2 separate regions of the Danio rerio genome follow, and region 1 is linked to region 2. Evidence: chromatin contacts called from public Hi-C data. All regions are on one chromosome and are shown on one strand. Each heading gives the region's core, a stretch centred on a gene start, on an enhancer-like site or on the middle of the called end of the contact. The rest is flanking DNA. Distances are from core to core; before and after follow the strand shown. Region 1 holds the start of atp6v0e1 (ATPase H+ transporting V0 subunit e1). Region 2 holds the start of rest (RE1-silencing transcription factor).

Region 1 (3,968 bases), core at 307-2,806, 160 kb after region 2:
AAGTAAAAGAACACACATCGATAAAAGAAAACGAGTCAAAAATCCAAATGCAGGAACACTAATGCTGTTCATTAAACAGATCTGGCGTCAGCTCCTGCAGTCCAGCGCTCTGAGTCTGGACCAGGGGTGGGCAATCTCGATCCTGGAGCTCCGGTGTCCTGCACAGTTTAGCTCCAACCCTAATCAAACACACCTGCTTATAGATTTCTTGTGATCTTGAAGACACTGATTAGCTTGCTCAGGTGTGTTAGACTAGTGTGAGGGGCACCGGCCCTCGAGGATCAAGTTTGCCCATCCCTGGTCTGGACTCTCATCTCTGCAGAACCACTGTCATTCAGACACACTGCCAGAACCGAAGGTCGAGCCACAGCATCTCAATTGGGTTTAGGTCAGGACTTTGAGTAGGCCACTCTAAAGGCTTCAGTTGTGGATATTGAAGTGATTTTCTGTTTTCATCAGGCGGTTCACCCACTCATGAACATCCCCCGAGTGTTTGTAAACCTTGATGAGTTTCTTCTGTAGAACAGAAAACGAGATGCTCTGAAAACCACTGGAGAACAGCAGATAATCAGAGGAACACGAGCGGTCATCAGGAGATCTGTGTTCAGAAGAAGCGAATGCTCTGAGTGAGTGAAGTGCTCCTTTACAAGAGGATGCAGGAGGTCACGTGCTCTGCTCAGTTGTAGACTGTATTTGGAGTGAGTGAGGAGTGCCAGTGCTGTTCCTCTTCTGCTCTACAGAACCGCACTAATAACTCATTAATGCAGGCAGTTCATTTCAATAATTAATGCCAGATTATTGAAGCTGTGAGTTTCACTACAGTGGATTAAACACACTCCGGTCTCACATTAATCTACTGAAAACAGCAGTGTGTGTGTGTGTGTGTGTGTGTGTGTGTGTGTTTATATATGACTAAGTTATTGTTTCTTTCTCGCTGTTCTGTGTAGATGTATGTGCACATGTGTATTTTTATGTGCAGATTTTTTTGATTTTCAACAGGGCAAGTATGAATCACATGTATAGTGTAACGGGGGTTTGGACATTTTTATTTCATAATTTAAAATCAATTAATGTTAAATAAAGCACAAAGTTCAGTCACTTCCCTTCAGTGTAGTCCCTTTATTCATCAGTGTTCACCACAGTGGAATGAACTGCCATCTATTATAGGAACAAAATGTTCCTATATTTTACGCAACGGATGCCCTTTCAGCTGCAACCCAGTGCTGGGAAACCATTCACACTCATACACTACGGCCAGTCAATCAGTTCCCCTATGCATGTGGTTGGACTGTGGGGGAAACCCACGCCAACACGGGGAGAACATGCAAACTCCACACAGAAACACCAACTGACCCAGCCGAGACTCAAACCAGAGACCTTACTGTGAGGCCACAGTGCTGACCACTGAGTTACTGTGTCGCCTAATTTTATAAGTTTATCTGCTTTATTATTAGTAAGATATGATTTCATTAGACTACTGTTCCAGTGCTTGTTTAAGTGTGTGTGTGTGTGTGTGTGTGTGTGAGAGAAGAGGAAGAGCCAGGCGGCAGTCACGTGTCTTCTCTCTCCAGCGTCACATGATCGTCAGCGTCGGAAACTGAACTTCTCGAAGTTTGTCGTGTAGTGGATAAGTTATTAATCTGAACACCGGAAGATTACCGATGGCCGTCTCCACGTTTGGGATCGCGATCGCGGTGATGACCCTGCTGTGGGGTCTGGTCGGCGGAGTGATCCCATGGTTCATCCCGAAAGGAGCAAACCGCGGGTCAGACACACTAACATGAGCATTTCCCCACAGCTCAGCTCGCCTAACACACAGCACTCTGCTTTATTATTAACCTCTGCTATTATTCACCTGCTGTAGTCGAGTTTATTCCTGTTTTACCGGCTTTAATCATGTTTTCACCGTGTTTTAGTGCTGATTTTCTACGTTTTATTCGTGTTTTTCTTCTACATGATCGAGTTTTACCTCAGTGATTCCTGTTCCGCTCTATTTCGCCGTATTACTCCAGTTTTTTCTTTATTTTAACCTTTTACCTTCATTAGTTTACCTTAATTATTCCTGTTTATATGTCCTTTACCGTGCTTTACCTCGGTTTAATTCCTGTTTAGTGTCTGCTGCTGTGTTTCCTCTATTGTTGAGGAGTTTATAGACTGATCCTCCTCCTCCTCCTCCTCCTCTCTGTGCTTCATCACAGTGAAGTTCACTAGTTTGACAGTGAATGTGTTCAGTGGTTGTGTTTAGAGCAGAAATAACCCAGTGCTGATGTGTATGAGTGATCATCTGACACACACTGATTAATAATGCAGCGTGTGTGTGTGTGTGTGTGTGTGTGTGTGTGTGTGTGTTCTCCAGGGTGATTGTGACGATGCTGGTTCTGACTGCTGTCTGCTGTTATCTCTTGTAAGTAGACTGATCTGTTCATTATAATTCACCTATAGATGTCTGTCAGCTGTACTGTAGTGAATATGAGTGCACTGTGCTGAAGTAGAGCTGCTGAAGGTCAAACACATTATTGATCAGCGCAGTATTGATCAGAGCAGCTGTTATCAGGTCAGTGTGTGCTTATCTGATGATGATGATGATGAGCATAACGGCAGTGTTTGTCTCCTGGTGTGTGTGTGGGTGTGTTTTAACTGAGCTCTGGTCTGTTGTGTGTGCATTATTCATCAGATATCAGCTGTGTGTGTGTGTGTGTGTGTCCTCTGTGGGCCTGGTGGTGGCGCTGCGGTGAGTGTTTGAGTGTCCTGATCTTCATCTGTACTCTTCCTCTTCCTCCAGCTGGCTGATAGCGATCCTCTCTCAGCTCAATCCTCTGTTCGGGCCGGTGCTGAAGAACGACACCATCTGGTACCTGTACTACCACTGGCCCTGAACACCCGTCGCCACGGTAACACACCCACAGCATCATCATCATCACATTTAACCAATGAGCAGAGTAAAATCTGGATGTTTCCACAGGTGGTGTGTAGAGTAGTGTCTAGTGTATGTTCACGATGGCGTATTATTGCCATGCTAAAAGATCTAAGATCACCAGATTTAAGTCTTAATATTTAGATAATAAAGTTTAAATATTCTGAGAAATGTTCAGGAATAAAGTCATAGTTATACGAAAATAAATCAAAATATTATGGCAAAAGTTGAAATATTACAGAACAAAGTCAAAATATTGTGAGAAATGTTAGGAGAGTAGAGTGGATATATTAGAGAATAAACTCAGCCATTTTGCTCGGTGTTGTTTCCTCAAAATATTGCAAACATAATCTGACTATAATACTGTGTGTGTGTGTGTGTGTGTGTGTGTGTATGTGTATATATATATATATTTAATACTATAATATTACTTTGGCTTATAATATTTAGACTTTTTATTTTTGTAATATTTTAAGTTTATTTTCATAATATTTTTGACTTTATTTTCGTATTATTTCAACATTATTTTCATATTTAAAAAAATGTCGTATTTAGAAATTTTTCTCTTATATTTTGAGTTTATTTTCATAATATTTTGACTATCCTTGTATTACTACAACTTTTCATATTTCAACATTATTTTCGTAATTTATTTTTAAATATTTCGATATTATTCTCATATTTAGACATTTTTGTAATATTTAAACTTTTTTTCATAATACTTAGACATTATTCTCATAATATTTAGACATTATTTCCATAATATTTTGAGTTTATTTTCTTAATATTTATAATATCCTTGTATTACTACAACTTTTTGTAATATAAAACTTTTTGATAAAATTATAATATTTAAACTTTATTTTTGTAATATTTCAACTTGTGTGTGTGTGTATATATACACACACATACATAATAAAATATAATAATACTTAAATATTTGAGTTTATTTTCACATTTGTAATATCCTTGTTTTACTACTTTTAATGTAATATTAGTATTTTCATAACATTTTTATAATATTTAAACTTTATTTTTGTAGTATTTACTTTAT
Region 2 (4,008 bases), core at 886-3,385:
ATTAATATTAATCTAAAATAATCCAAAACTAGTAGATTTCACACTTCTGATGATTTTTTGTGATTATAATGTTATTATAAAAGTCAATGGGGCAAAAACAGCACCAACACAACCAAAGGGGAGTCCAAGAGTGTGTTGATGAGTTTATGAAAACTTCCAAAGCATTTTTCAAAATATGTGTCAAAATGAGATTAGTCAGCAGAATTCATCACATTTACTGAAACACGGAGACAAATGAGGCCAAATTAAGACTCAAAATTCTCCCAGAGTGGATGAAAATGACAACAAAACTGTAAATAAAGTTATTGTACAATACAAAGATCTAAACATTTGAAAGTAAAACCAGTGTTTTGTGCATTTAATAATAAGATTCCTTCTTACTTAAAAGTCCTGAAAATAATTAAAATAAAAAGGTTTCTTTATAGAAAATAAAAACTATGAAAAAAAACAATCCTTTGTTGTATTTTAGTTTATTATGTTTTAGTTTATTATTTAATTTATTTTACATAATGCCCTTATTTATGTGTAATTTTTTTAAACCTGTTTTATTGTAATGTGAAGATGTAATGATAATGTCCAGCTGTTGTACATTACTATATGTTCAATAAAAAACAATACAAAGAAAAAAAAAAGGATTAAAACTAAAATGATACAAAAAGGGTTACATAAATAAAACAGCCCTCATTACAGGAGGAGATTAAATTATCATTTACCTCTGTAGTATTTTTGTTCCTACTATAGATATCAATGGCTGATTTTCCCCAACACTCTTCAAAATATCATCTTAAGTGTTCAACAGAGGAAAACCATGAACGGTTATAAAAACACTTAAATAGTGACTAAATGGAGAGGATTATTATTATTAAGAACAGCTCAGGATAAGTGTGTTGTTATTGAACCATACATTGACTTTGTATTTCTCTAAACTTGTTTTTAACTTTAAAAGAAGACACTTTAATTAGAGTTATGTATATCACAGCAGACTAAATGCATGTAATGCAGTATACTACAGAAAATATTTACAAATATGTACATGTATCTTGCTATACTGACATACTAAGAAAGACAAACAATCTCAAACTCGCAGTGTGTGTGTGTGTGCTGTCGTGTGTGTGTGTCAGAGGCCTGTGTGTGAAATGTGTGTTCGGCCATTTTAAAAACAGCACCACCAACTTCAGCCAGCGGCAGGGGAAAACACAGACGGCTGAACTACATCTGCTTTCCAGCAAACCTCACAGAAACTCCACAACACTGAAGATCTTCAGCTGAGCGCAAAATCTAGCGTCGCCTGAACGCAAAATCTGCGTTAATCTCAACAAACACCGTCAAAAACAGCACTGAGAAACTTTGACCTTGTTGGACAGCTCCAAACACGAGCAACTGGAGCACACAGACACGAAACACGACACACACCACCGAAAACACCCGAGTTTTACACACACACACACGGGTAAAACCAAAGGAGAGTCGAAATGTGGAGATTTAACGTCACGGAGAAAACCCCGAAAACACTCAAAGTTGATTGAAAGTAGCGGATTTACTCAGAAATACTAACAAAAACTGTAAGATAGTGTTAAAAAGTCGTGTAAAATCTGAACTATGGTGTCTTTTGACGAATAAAGTTAGATTACGGACATTCAACACGACGTAGAAAGTGTTTTTCCGGAAAACACACATACACACACACACACTGAGAGAGAGAGAGCTAGCGTTAAAACAGACAGAACTTGTGGCTAACTTTTAACACTAATGTTAAAGTTAGTCTATTAATAAGCAGATTAATCGAGCCGGACTTTCAGCACTTTCTGCTGTTCTGAGAGTGTCTGTGCGAGTGTGTGTGTGTGTGTGTGTGTGTGTGTGTTTCGTTAGCCGTGGTCCTGAGATCAGCCCTGGACAGCGCCCGCCTCTCCGCCCTCAGACTCCATTTTCACTCTCAAACTTCAGTTTTGGTCCAAAACGACGCAAACTCACCGTCAACCCCGCGGAAACCGAGCGCAAACATACACTCATACACACTCCCTCACTCACCGGCGGTGGACTCGTCTTCGGGCGGTGTGTTTCTCAAAGTAAACTTCGGTCCAAACTCTCCGTCTTTCGCTCGAGGAAGCGCCACTCACGCATTCCAGCACATCGCGCATCTCGCGGCGGAGTGACGTCAGCACGCACACGCGCGCTCATTCATATTCATCGATGCAAATTTACTCACTAGAAAACCCTTTTCGAAATAATTAGAACATTATATGAACACAGTTAAGAACAGTAATATTGACAAAGCCTTGAAACTAAACATTTCCTTTGAAGTCCCGCACACTTATTCTTTAAGTAAGCAAACTGCAAAATTTTATTTTGTATTATAAAAATTATTTTTTGTTTTCTTATTTGTATTGTTTGTATTATTGTATTTAAGCATTAATAAATAAATAAAAATTTAATTTAATCTCATCAGCTCTTTCAGCTCTTTCATCAGTTACTCAACTGACTTATTTATTTATTAAATTGTTTATTAAATTATTTATTTGTTTATTTATTTATTAAATTATTTATTTGTTTGTTTATTTGTTTATGTATTTATTATTTATTTATTTAATATTTATTCATTTATTTGTTTGTTTATTTGTTTGTTGTTGCCCATTGTCTGTTGTTCAATTTTACTACCAGCAGCAGTCAGTAATGCATGATTATCTGCTGTCATGGCTTTTTTCCCCCAAGCATTTTCCCAAAATATGTCAGAATAAGATTAGTCAGCAGAAATCATCATATCTGCTGAAAGATGAGACCAAATTAAGACTCAAAATCAGCCCAGAGTGGAGGAAAATGACCCAACAGCACACACGGGTTAATAACAATACAACAAAAATACAGGTTATTGTACAACACAAAGATTATATAAACATTTAAGCTGAACCCAATGTTTTGTGGCATTTATAATGAGATTATTCCTCATATAAAAGCCCTGACGATATTGAAAACAAAAGATGCCATCAATCGTCTCTCTTTTATAGAAATATATGAACAACAGGAAAACTCTAGAGCTCCTTATATTTTAATCTTTATTTTATTTCATCTTTATGTCATGTTATTATTTATATAATTGAATTTTTGCACCTGCTCTTTCATTGTAATGTGAAGATGTAGTGGTTGGGCATCATCATTATTATGCTGTTGGGCATTCTTATGAAACACGTGTGAATGAGTAAACATAAGGCTTCTGGATTAAACTGTTAACATGTTTTAATGAGGAATATATTTAACTAAAGGTTTGTATAACTGCATAGATCATGACACAATATTCCTGACACTGAAACGTGCTTCAAACACAGCGGCTCTAAAATTAAAACACTGCTAACAATTTCCTTCAGAATTTACAGTGACTTACTGGCAGCAGTTCACCAGTAGCTTAGTGTAAATCAACTACAGCAAAAGTAATTGATTTACCATTAATCTTGCTCTATATGTATTTACAGTATTGTATATTTTTACTGTACAATATATGTCAATCAGTGGCGTAGCACAAAATAAAGCAAAGGAAATATACAATATTATAGCTAATACAGACAATTTTCACTGATAAAATGCCAAATCAAAGAGGAACGTTTTCAACACAGACTTAAAAACAGACGCAGATGAAACAGACCTGATACAGAGGGCCAGAGCACTCCACAAGCTAGGACCAGCTACTGCGAAGGCACGGTCACCCCTGCATTTCAGCCTCTGGTTAGATGACCGAAGAGACCCACCAGGCTGATGCTCAGTCAACATGTCTGACAGATAAGAAGGTGCCAGGCCATTTAGAGATTTGAAAACCAAGAGAAGCATGTTATAAGGGGCTCAATTTTAAACTAATTATACCCGGGATAAGGTTTTCTGACTAATCTTAAAGTATAATGAGTTACAATAGTCTAATCTAGTAATAATAGCATGGATTATTGATATTCAACATTTTTTCTAGATGGAATAGATTTGACTGTTGTTAAAAGTGGAAGCTGACAGAAGCAGGGATTTGACCAC

What was found. A called contact is a pair of places that touch in the nucleus more often than the background predicts.
Region 1: a contact with region 2 is called in a Hi-C map of hematopoietic stem cells, with 1.7 times the contacts expected there. The contact joins the promoter of atp6v0e1 here to the promoter of rest in region 2. A contact is called at or near these places in 3 of 18 Hi-C or Micro-C datasets (caudal fin, hematopoietic stem cells and an unstated tissue) and 1 of 4 datasets of contacts at active chromatin or transcription factors (embryo).

What each region holds. Positions count from the first base shown.
Region 1 is chr14:58,655,434-58,659,401 of GRCz12tu, forward strand. atp6v0e1 (ATPase H+ transporting V0 subunit e1) reads left to right here and starts at 1,557. Exons shown (of 5, transcript NM_001006038.2): 1 at 1,557-1,765; 2 at 2,357-2,404; 3 at 2,783-2,891. The coding sequence starts at 1,662. The coding sequence ends at 2,876.
Region 2 is chr14:58,498,205-58,502,212 of GRCz12tu, forward strand. rest (RE1-silencing transcription factor) reads right to left here and starts at 2,136. Exons shown (of 4, transcript NM_001353866.1): 1 at 2,029-2,136.